Regions from separate parts of the Sus scrofa genome. Here region 2 is linked to region 1. The links are chromatin contacts, called in public Hi-C maps. All regions are on one chromosome and are shown on one strand. Each heading gives the region's core, a stretch centred on a gene start, on an enhancer-like site or on the middle of the called end of the contact. The rest is flanking DNA. Distances are from core to core; before and after follow the strand shown.

Region 1 (4,078 bases), core at 561-3,060:
CATTTTTACAAGTGTGTATGTACTTTTTTTTTTTTTTTTTTGGTATTTTTGCCTTTTCTAGGGCCACTCCCAAGGCATATGGAGGTTCGCAGGCTAGGAGTCTAATCGGAGCTGTAGCTGCCGGCCTGCACCAGAGCCACAGCCACACCAGATCCGAGCCACGTCTGCAACCTATACCACAGCTCACGGCCATGCCAGATCCTTAACCCACTGAGCAAGGCCAGGGATTGAACCTACAACCTCGTGGTTCCTAGTTGGATTCGTTAACCACTGAGCCACAACAGGAATGCCTGTATGTAAAGTAAAAAGAAGAAACGATGCAAAACAACAGGCGATTGCCTTTATGCATCACAAGGACCAAAGAAGTATGTGTATAAAGGAAACGAGGAGGTGTTGCAGGGTCTCTCCTGCCTCCCTGAGGTCAAATCGCCCAGCAGGTGCCACAGCTGGGTCTAATTCCCATCCCTACACCACTCCCCAGGTCTAGGCTCCAACCCTCCCAGGCATGTGCTGCCCCTGGCCTGTCTCCTTTGTGGCTCTTGACACCGGTTATCGCTCCCCACCCCCCCAGCTCTGCCCCACGCAGTTGCACCAGACGGGATCCTGCCTCTTTTTGCTCCTCACTCACAAGCACAGAGGAGGACCTAATAGCTGTTTGGTCAGCAACAGGGCAATGAATAATGAAGGACCCATCAGAGGGACGCCGGGGGAAGGGACCTCTGAGGTCCCCCAGTCCACTTTCCTACCAAGGCCTCTAGTGATGCAGCAGCTACTCCCAACCAAGGCAGCTCACCTGCCCACTCCTGTGCAGAGTAAGTGGCTTCCTTGGGTTCATCCCGAGCAGGGCCATGGGCTGAGGCCTTTCCTGGGTCTGGGGTCAGTTCAGCGGTAATTGAGGAGTTTGGGGGCAATGAAACCCCTCCATTTCTCCAGGCCGGAGAGATCACCCCTGCTCAGATTTGCCTCATCCAGTTCCAGCAGGTCAGCCTCACCCTAACCACCACGTTGGCAGCATCAATTAAGCATTAAAAACAAACTAATTAGTACTTCGGGGGAGCTTCATTCAGAAAATGACTGCACCGAGGAGGTGTCTCATTGAGAGCGGACTTAATTAAAAGACACTTGGTAAATTCCTGTAACAGACGAAGACAGCGCTTTCCAGAAAATGCCGTAATGGGAAGGGTTTACTACATGCATCAAATGGCTATTAAATCTTTAATATCATAATTCCTTAAGAATGCCATTGTTGGTGACAAACAGCAGTCTTTGCAACAAAGGAGCCAATTGTTCCTCCCTCTTAGTTTTGCAAACTGCAGGAAGTCATAACTTCTCTGCTGGACTCTGTTCTGCATATTTTTAATGCCCATGAGTAAATGCCAATGCAGGGTGGAATCCCCCATCAAGATAAAAAGGGAAAGAAGCACTGTTCCTGCCTGGTTGACGTGTGGTTTAGGAAGAACGCATCTTTCCCAGGTGAGGCAGCAGGGGTCAGGTGAAAATCCGCTACAGCAGGTGGGCTGTGATCTGGCAGTGGCACAGAGATGCTGGCTGCGTTGCCCAAGTTGTCCAGCAAACTGGAGGTTGGAAGGAAGAACCTGCCCATCTGTGCAGGAAGGCCTAGCCCCCTTCCTGCCCTGGAATGTGGCCTCAGGCAGGTGGCATGGAGCGCACAACCTCCACGCCACCCTCACTCAGAGGGCTTCTTCCAGCCCCACTTTGCCACGCACTGAGCTTCTTCCTACAGGATGGGCACCAGGCCTTCTCCCGGAGCACTGGGCCCTGGCCAGGCTCAGGGGAAGGGCATAGGGAGTGGTGGAGGGCTGGGCAATGGCCAGTAGAGCCATGGGAAATTGACAAAAGGCAGAACCTCCCAGGCTTGTGGGGGGGGGGCGTGATGGTGAGGGGGATGGCGAATAGAGTAGGGGCCGGCTTAGAATAAACTGAAATTCACCTCTCTACTGACTGCCTGGGGGGCGAGGCAAGGACTCTGCTTCTGTTTCCCCACCTGCCAAAGCGGTGGAAAGGTCATGAAAGCCTCGGTTTGGAGTCGTCGGCATGATCTGAGTTTGCCTCCTGCTTGGTTAAGTATTTTGCATTTGGGGTTTGGAGCCTGTTCCTTAACTTGCAACACAGGGCAGCGTGGCCCTGGGCCCACGGGTCAGAGTTCCCGAGTCAGCACATCACCCTGCCGGCGCCGGCGCTCAATATGCTGTGTTGCGTTTCCTACTCTCTGCTGCAGGCGGAGGAAAGGGAGACGGTACAGCTGGCATCACACCCAGCTGGTGCGCACCGGGCACCGGCCGACTGACTCAACAAGGCTCTGACAAAGAATCAAGCCCTCAAAAGGGAGCTGAGAGGGCACGGCAACTTGCGGGGATCTGAGCCCACACCAGAGTGCACATGGCTCTGAAACAGCCCTTGCGGTGGAAGAAGGCTGGTTCTGGGTGGCCCTGACCTGGACAAGCACCCTCGTGCTTCCCTCCCACCCCGCGCAGTGGGCACGGCAAGGGCTGCTCGTAGACTCTGACACCGGGCTCCACTTCAGAGCACAGAGCTCTATGGGACCGTGGGAATCGGGGAGCCCCCGCCGCCCCGCATCAGCTAGATGGGGGAGCCTCAGGCCCAGACAGGGTATTTCAGGTTCCCCTCCAGAGAGCCCTGGTCGAGTCGGAGCCAGGGCCCGGCCTCCTGGCTCCTGTCCCGGACTCCGACACCTCACTGGGGCAGTCCGGGCAGCTGCCAGCCCTTTTGGCACCTTGGACAAAATCGGACGAAGGTGCTCGGTCCTCCCAGCTCGCGGGGGGCGGGGGGGGGAGGCGGTGCCGGCTGGATGGCCGCCTCCCTGGCTCCTCTGAGCGAGCCCTCCTGCAGCGCACAGCCCACGCACTGCACGCGTGGGCAGCCAGAATCCTGCAGGCGTCCTGCGCGGGGGATGGAGAGACGGGCGCGGCTTCCCGGAGCGTCCAGCCGCCACCTCCCCACTTGATTCCTCCGCTGCGGGGGTGGGAGGTCTTTATCCAGCTGGGTCCCACCCCCTTCCCCGCACCGACTCCCCGCCCCCTTGCCCAAAGTCCCTTCTTCCGTGTGCTCAGGAGCGCGCTCATCCCTCATTTGATATAGTTCTCATATTCCAGGTGAAGACTTTTTTTTTTTGAATCCTGTGAGTTTTTCCAGGAGTTTTAAAAAAAGCCCTCTATTTTACTGAAGGATCGTGGATTCACAACGTGGTGTCAAGAAGTTTCTTAAGTCCGTTCTTATCAGGACAGTTGGGCCTTAACCGCCAGGTCCACCAGAGCACCTTAGACGCTTCCAAAAAGACAGGGATGACCTCGGGAGCGAGTCATTGATGTGTAGACGAAGGGGCGCTGCTTCCCCTGTAATTAGGAGAACATCGGAAGAATTTCTCAGTCTCCTTATTTGGCATTCCCTTTCATCTTCCCGCTGCCTGGAGGAGGGGGGATTCCTGAGGGGGCTTGGAAGTGTAAATGGGGGGGCCTCTCTCTAGCACATCCCCCAAAGGAGGCACTGAAGAACCAAAGCGTTGAATAATTTAAAGGAAACTGTGCAACCGCTAGAAAATACAGGTCTTAACGGCTCTGCCAAGGGAAGGTGTTTCAAATATGCAAACAGTGGATGCGAAAAGAGACGAGTAGGTGGTGGATTGAATACATTTATATTTCCATATGGATAACAAACAAAAAAACCCCAAAACGTAATTGAAGGGAAAACATGCCTCCCAAGCTTTAAAAACGCACCACTTGAACCAGTCATTCACCTTCTGGGGAGCCTTTGCTAATGAATAGAACTTCAATACGGAGTTTGGTTTTGCAGAAAGTTGTCTAGTGTAGAATTATTTATACAAAGAAGGGGAAAAGCAGAAAAATAACTAAACATGCAGTGATTGAGGAATGGCCAGGCCCATGTAAAAGAATATTTTAAATGCTCTTTCCAGGGTTCTCTGGTGGCTCAGCAGGTTAAGGATCCAGTGTTGTCACTGATGTGGCATGGGTTCAATCCCTGGCCTGGGAATTTCTGCATTAAAAAAATTGCTCTTTCTAAAAATATTCACCAAGATGGG
Region 2 (4,078 bases), core at 648-3,147, 75 kb before region 1:
CACCAGGCCCCTGAGAAGCAACAGCCTCTCTTGCAGCCAAGCATACTGCCACCTCCTGGCTCGGCCTGCTTTTTCCTCACATACTCATATGGCCCAGAGTCCCCTCGCTCGAGTCTAGACATTACGGTAGAGTTGAAGTGCCACAGGGCTGGACCAGCAGCTCGGTCTCTGGCCTTCCCACGGGTGTGTGTCTGGCTGGCCCTGGTGCCCACACAGAGCCGGCCGCAGGGGCTTGGCGCAGAAGGTTGGAGAAGAAAAACTGAAGGGCAGCTGTGGGTCCAACCACCGCAAGGTGCCCCTTTCCCACGGGGCCCTCACTCACCAGCTGACAGTGTGGGGGAGCTGTCCCATGCTGCCCGAGGTCAGAGAGTAGAAGCCGGAGAGGTCAGGGGTCTGCAGCGGCCTGTGAACTCCTGCAGTGAGAGGGGCCGAGTAAGTGAGCTAGCCTGACCTGAGGCCACGCGCTTACATCCTCGAGCTTCCTGTGAGGCCTCTTCAGATCCCACCTCCCTGTGCCAGAGGACTGGACAGACGAGTTCGTCCAGGGCCATGCCAGGATGATAACAGTGCCCCGTCTGGAGCCCAGGGGCATCAAGGACAGGGGGTTTGGGTGACTTGCTTAAGGACAGTGGCTGGCCAGTGGCAGAGTGGGAGTCATTCAGGAGTGGGAGGCCAGATCTCGCCACCTCTCAGCAGGATGCTGGTCTGCAACTGGGGCCTCTGCTGGGGGCTCCTGCTTAGCCTTCTGGGCCGGAGGCAGACCCCCTGGCCTGGGGAGCCAGGGCTCCACCCTTTCCCCTTTCCTCCTCCTTCCCAGGCTTGAGTCAGCAGGTTTCCCACAGCGACACTGGCGGATTTCAGAATGACTCTGCCTGAGGCTGAGGTGAATCAGCCATCACAACCACCACTTTCCATTTTCTCACTGGGGGAGGGAAAGACTACACGTTGTGTGTTTATCAGCTTCACACACAGGCCCACTCCCAGGCTGGCACCCAGGGCTTGTTCAGGATTTCGGCTCCTACGTTAACCTGAAGCCTTCAAATTTTGACCTGGTACCACCATCCCTGACCCTTTGGTACCCTCAGGCTCATTCTTTTTGGCATTGGCGGGGGGGGGGGGTTTGCACAGCCCCAGGTTCTCCATTTGTAGGAAGGGTCCAGCCACCTGGCCTGAGGGGGCAGGGACTTGAGCCTCCCACTCTCTGGCTCTGGGTATCCTTGGGCTCCTCCCCATCCAGGGTCCATACCTTGCTTCTGGCTGATGTCAGCTGGTGCAGGTGTGGGGTGCGGACTGCTGAAATGTTCATAGAGAGGAGAGAGCTGGGGGACGCCGTGGGAAGGCTGACTGGCTTTGTGCTGCGAAACAAGGAGGGTGGGTGAATGGGGGGACCTGAAGGAGGAAGGGTGCCAGATCGCTGTGTGTGGGCAGACCAACCCCCAAAGGAAAGTGGAGGTGGCCAAAACCACAGGCCTCAGTGGACAGCCCCCCGCCCCAGGCCACCCGGTGTCTGGTGGCCCTGCCGTCCTGCCCCTTCCCCTGGCCCCAACTTTCCCAAGCAGTCCAGCCTCCTAGAGAGCCTCCTAGAAGACCCTTGAGGAAGAAATTCTTTCTGTCTCCTTGGCTGAGGTCTCTCAGTTTCTCTGAGGCCCTATGTCTGATCTGGCGAGCTGGTCACGAGCCTCCTGAGCTCCAGGGCAGCCTGGGGCTTGCTCTCCTCCTCCTCTAGCCCCCAGACTGAGGGGCTTGAGCCGGAACCTCTGGAACCACCAGCTCGAAGTCAGGGGAGGTAGGCAAGGTGGCACTGGGTGTAGCCAGGCTCCCTCCAGGGCCAGCGCACCCGGCCTCCGCACTTCCTGTTGCCTCAGCACCGCAGGACTCTTACTTTTTACACTATAGTCACATGGATCTGTCATGAGATGACTCACGTTCAGGCTGTGAAGGGGGCTCCCCGTAGGCCCAGCAACAAGGAGTGTGCGCTCAGAACCGAGGCCTGGCCTGTGTACCCGCAGTGCGTGCCCGCGCCCGCGCTGGCCAGTGCCCTGCAGGCATCATCTGCAGCGCCAGGTCACCTTCCACGGGGAAGAGTCCACCTGTGGGGGTGCTGCTGGCTGGGGCACAGTCCAGTGACCTCTGAGCCATGGCACGAGAGCAACAGGCTACCTCTGGGGCAAGACAGTCAGGAAAGGCTGCGGTCTAGGCTCCTGCTCACCCTGTAGGTGAAATTTCTCACTGGGTGAATTTAGTCAGACGCCTTGACGTCTCTGGGGCCCAGTTTCCTCTCTGTGAAATGGATGGGGTTCAAGACCCCTTTATCACCAGGGCTGGGGAAGGTCAGGGTAGCTCTTGGTAAGGAGCCTGGCACAGGTCCCTTGGTACTGCTCTTACGGGTCTGGGTGAGGCTGGAGGCAAGGGCAGGGATGAGCCACAGCGGGTGCAGCAAGGGGCTCCCAGGTGGGCAGAAGATCCCACACCTCCCAGCAACAGCCCTGGCACCAGCTTGCCCACATCGCTGCCTCCAGTGGAGCCTCTCTTCCCCTCGGGGCTTGGTGAAGTTGCTGACATTGCCACCTACCAGTCCCCGCTCACCCATCTGCCCACGAGGAGAAGCTCAAATACCAGGGCTAACCAGCCTGCCTTCTGTCCTTAAGCCCTCAGCAGGTGATGTTCTAACAGTGGTGGCTCCTCTGCAGCTGGCATGGATGTGGTGCCACAGCCACTTCCTGAGCCCGATGCCTTCCTTGTGACCAGAGCCCCCTCCTGGCCTCCTGAAGCAGGGCAGGGGAGCATCCCTCAGCCTTGAAGAGGTTCTGCCACCACAGCAGTTCCTGCATCTAATTTACTACAATAGCTGAGCAGCCATGACCTTGTCTCAAATGGCTGCTGGGAGGATAAAGCCAGACAGCACCCCAGAGCTCAGGTACCCAAGTGTCACGAGGAAGGGAAGTGTAAGAAGCCCCTCACTCACCCCGAACTGCACAGAGGAAGTGCTACTCACAGTGTCCCCCCAGCCCTCTGGTGCCAGGCCTCCCATGGGCCAGGCGCTTTGGTCTCATTGCACCAAAAGGGGTTTGCCCTGAGATGGTAGCCACTTGCAGCATCACTCGGAGACGACAGGGCCGTGCTGTCCCCTGGCCTTGATTGCTGGGACTTCCCTGTTGCTGTCTGAAGGCCAGGCTTCCTGAGTGAGCTGGGGGCGCTCCAGTCACTCTCAGGTCTTCCTTGATCCCCAGCACTGACCCCAACACTCCTGTATCAGGCTGGGAGCGTGGGGGGAATGGAAGGTGGAAGGCGGGATGTCCAGGCCTGCAGGTGGCTAGCAAGAGGCGAGGGAGGAGTAGGCCAGGGCAGGTGTGGGGTATGCGTGGCACAGGACTCCTGCACATACTGAGTACTTGCCACATGCCAGGCACCATCCCAAGCACTCTGCAAGCCCAAACCGCTTCCCACCAGGGTACCAACAAGTTGCCACTTCTCCCAGCTGTAAATCCTCTAGCTGCCACCTCATGGCTTGCTTCCCTTTACTGCAGACAGCAGAGCTGTCCCCATCCGCCGCCTCGAGTCCTTGCTCTCATCCATGGCAGTCTCTTGCCCCATCACTTCACCAGATGACCTGTCAAGGTCCCCTGTGACCTGTCTCCGAACTCGGCTCAGTTCTCTGTCTCCATTTTACCTGCCTCCTCGGCAGCACCGCGCAGAGCTCATTTCTCCTCCCTGCTTGCTGCCGTTCCTTCTCCGGGACTGCAGGATGCCACACTCGCCGGGTTTCCTCTCAACTCAGAGGCCACTCCACTCCCCCCGGCCCTCTTCCTAACTCTCCATCCTCTTCCTGACCGAAGCCAAGCTTGGCTCCTCAGTTCTCCATCTATCCTTACCGCCCAGGCTGCTCTCATCCAGGCTCAGAGCTTCAAACATCTTCATCTGAGGCCCGCATGTCTGGACCTCCAGCCCCCACCGCTCCTGGGAACACCACCCCCAGATGCTGCCCGGATGCAGCGTGGCCACGGCAGACCCTGGACTTCCTGCTCCAAACCCTCCTCTCCTTCCTCCTTGGTGAATGGCACATCCCTGCTTCCAGCTG

The links. A called contact is a pair of places that touch in the nucleus more often than the background predicts.
Region 2: a Hi-C map of liver shows a contact between it and region 1, with 2.1 times the contacts expected there. The contact joins two enhancer-like sites. A contact is called at or near these places in 3 of 5 promoter capture datasets (fetal liver, fetal skeletal muscle and liver), 22 of 47 Hi-C or Micro-C datasets (alveolar macrophages, blood, brain and 10 more) and 1 of 2 datasets of contacts at active chromatin or transcription factors (skeletal muscle).

The regions. Positions count from the first base shown.
Region 1 is chr2:136,367,728-136,371,805 of Sscrofa11.1, reverse strand. The region is part of intron 3 of LOC110259481 (a long non-coding RNA gene); the gene reads left to right. Among named protein-coding and RNA genes, the nearest start is that of VDAC1, 49 kb to the right of the region's middle. Within about 2 kb of position 1,810, at least 9 of the 83 cell types and tissues checked have an H3K27ac peak or open chromatin away from gene starts, as enhancers often do. A contact at or near this core is called in liver and omental adipose tissue, where this site is marked.
Region 2 is chr2:136,443,065-136,447,142 of Sscrofa11.1, reverse strand. It overlaps TCF7 (transcription factor 7), which reads right to left. Exons shown (of 10, transcript XR_002341911.1): 4 at 1,247-1,355; 5 at 323-413. Among named protein-coding and RNA genes, the nearest start is that of TCF7, 22 kb to the right of the region's middle. Within about 2 kb of position 1,897, at least 20 of the 83 cell types and tissues checked have an H3K27ac peak or open chromatin away from gene starts, as enhancers often do. A contact at or near this core is called in liver and omental adipose tissue, where this site is marked.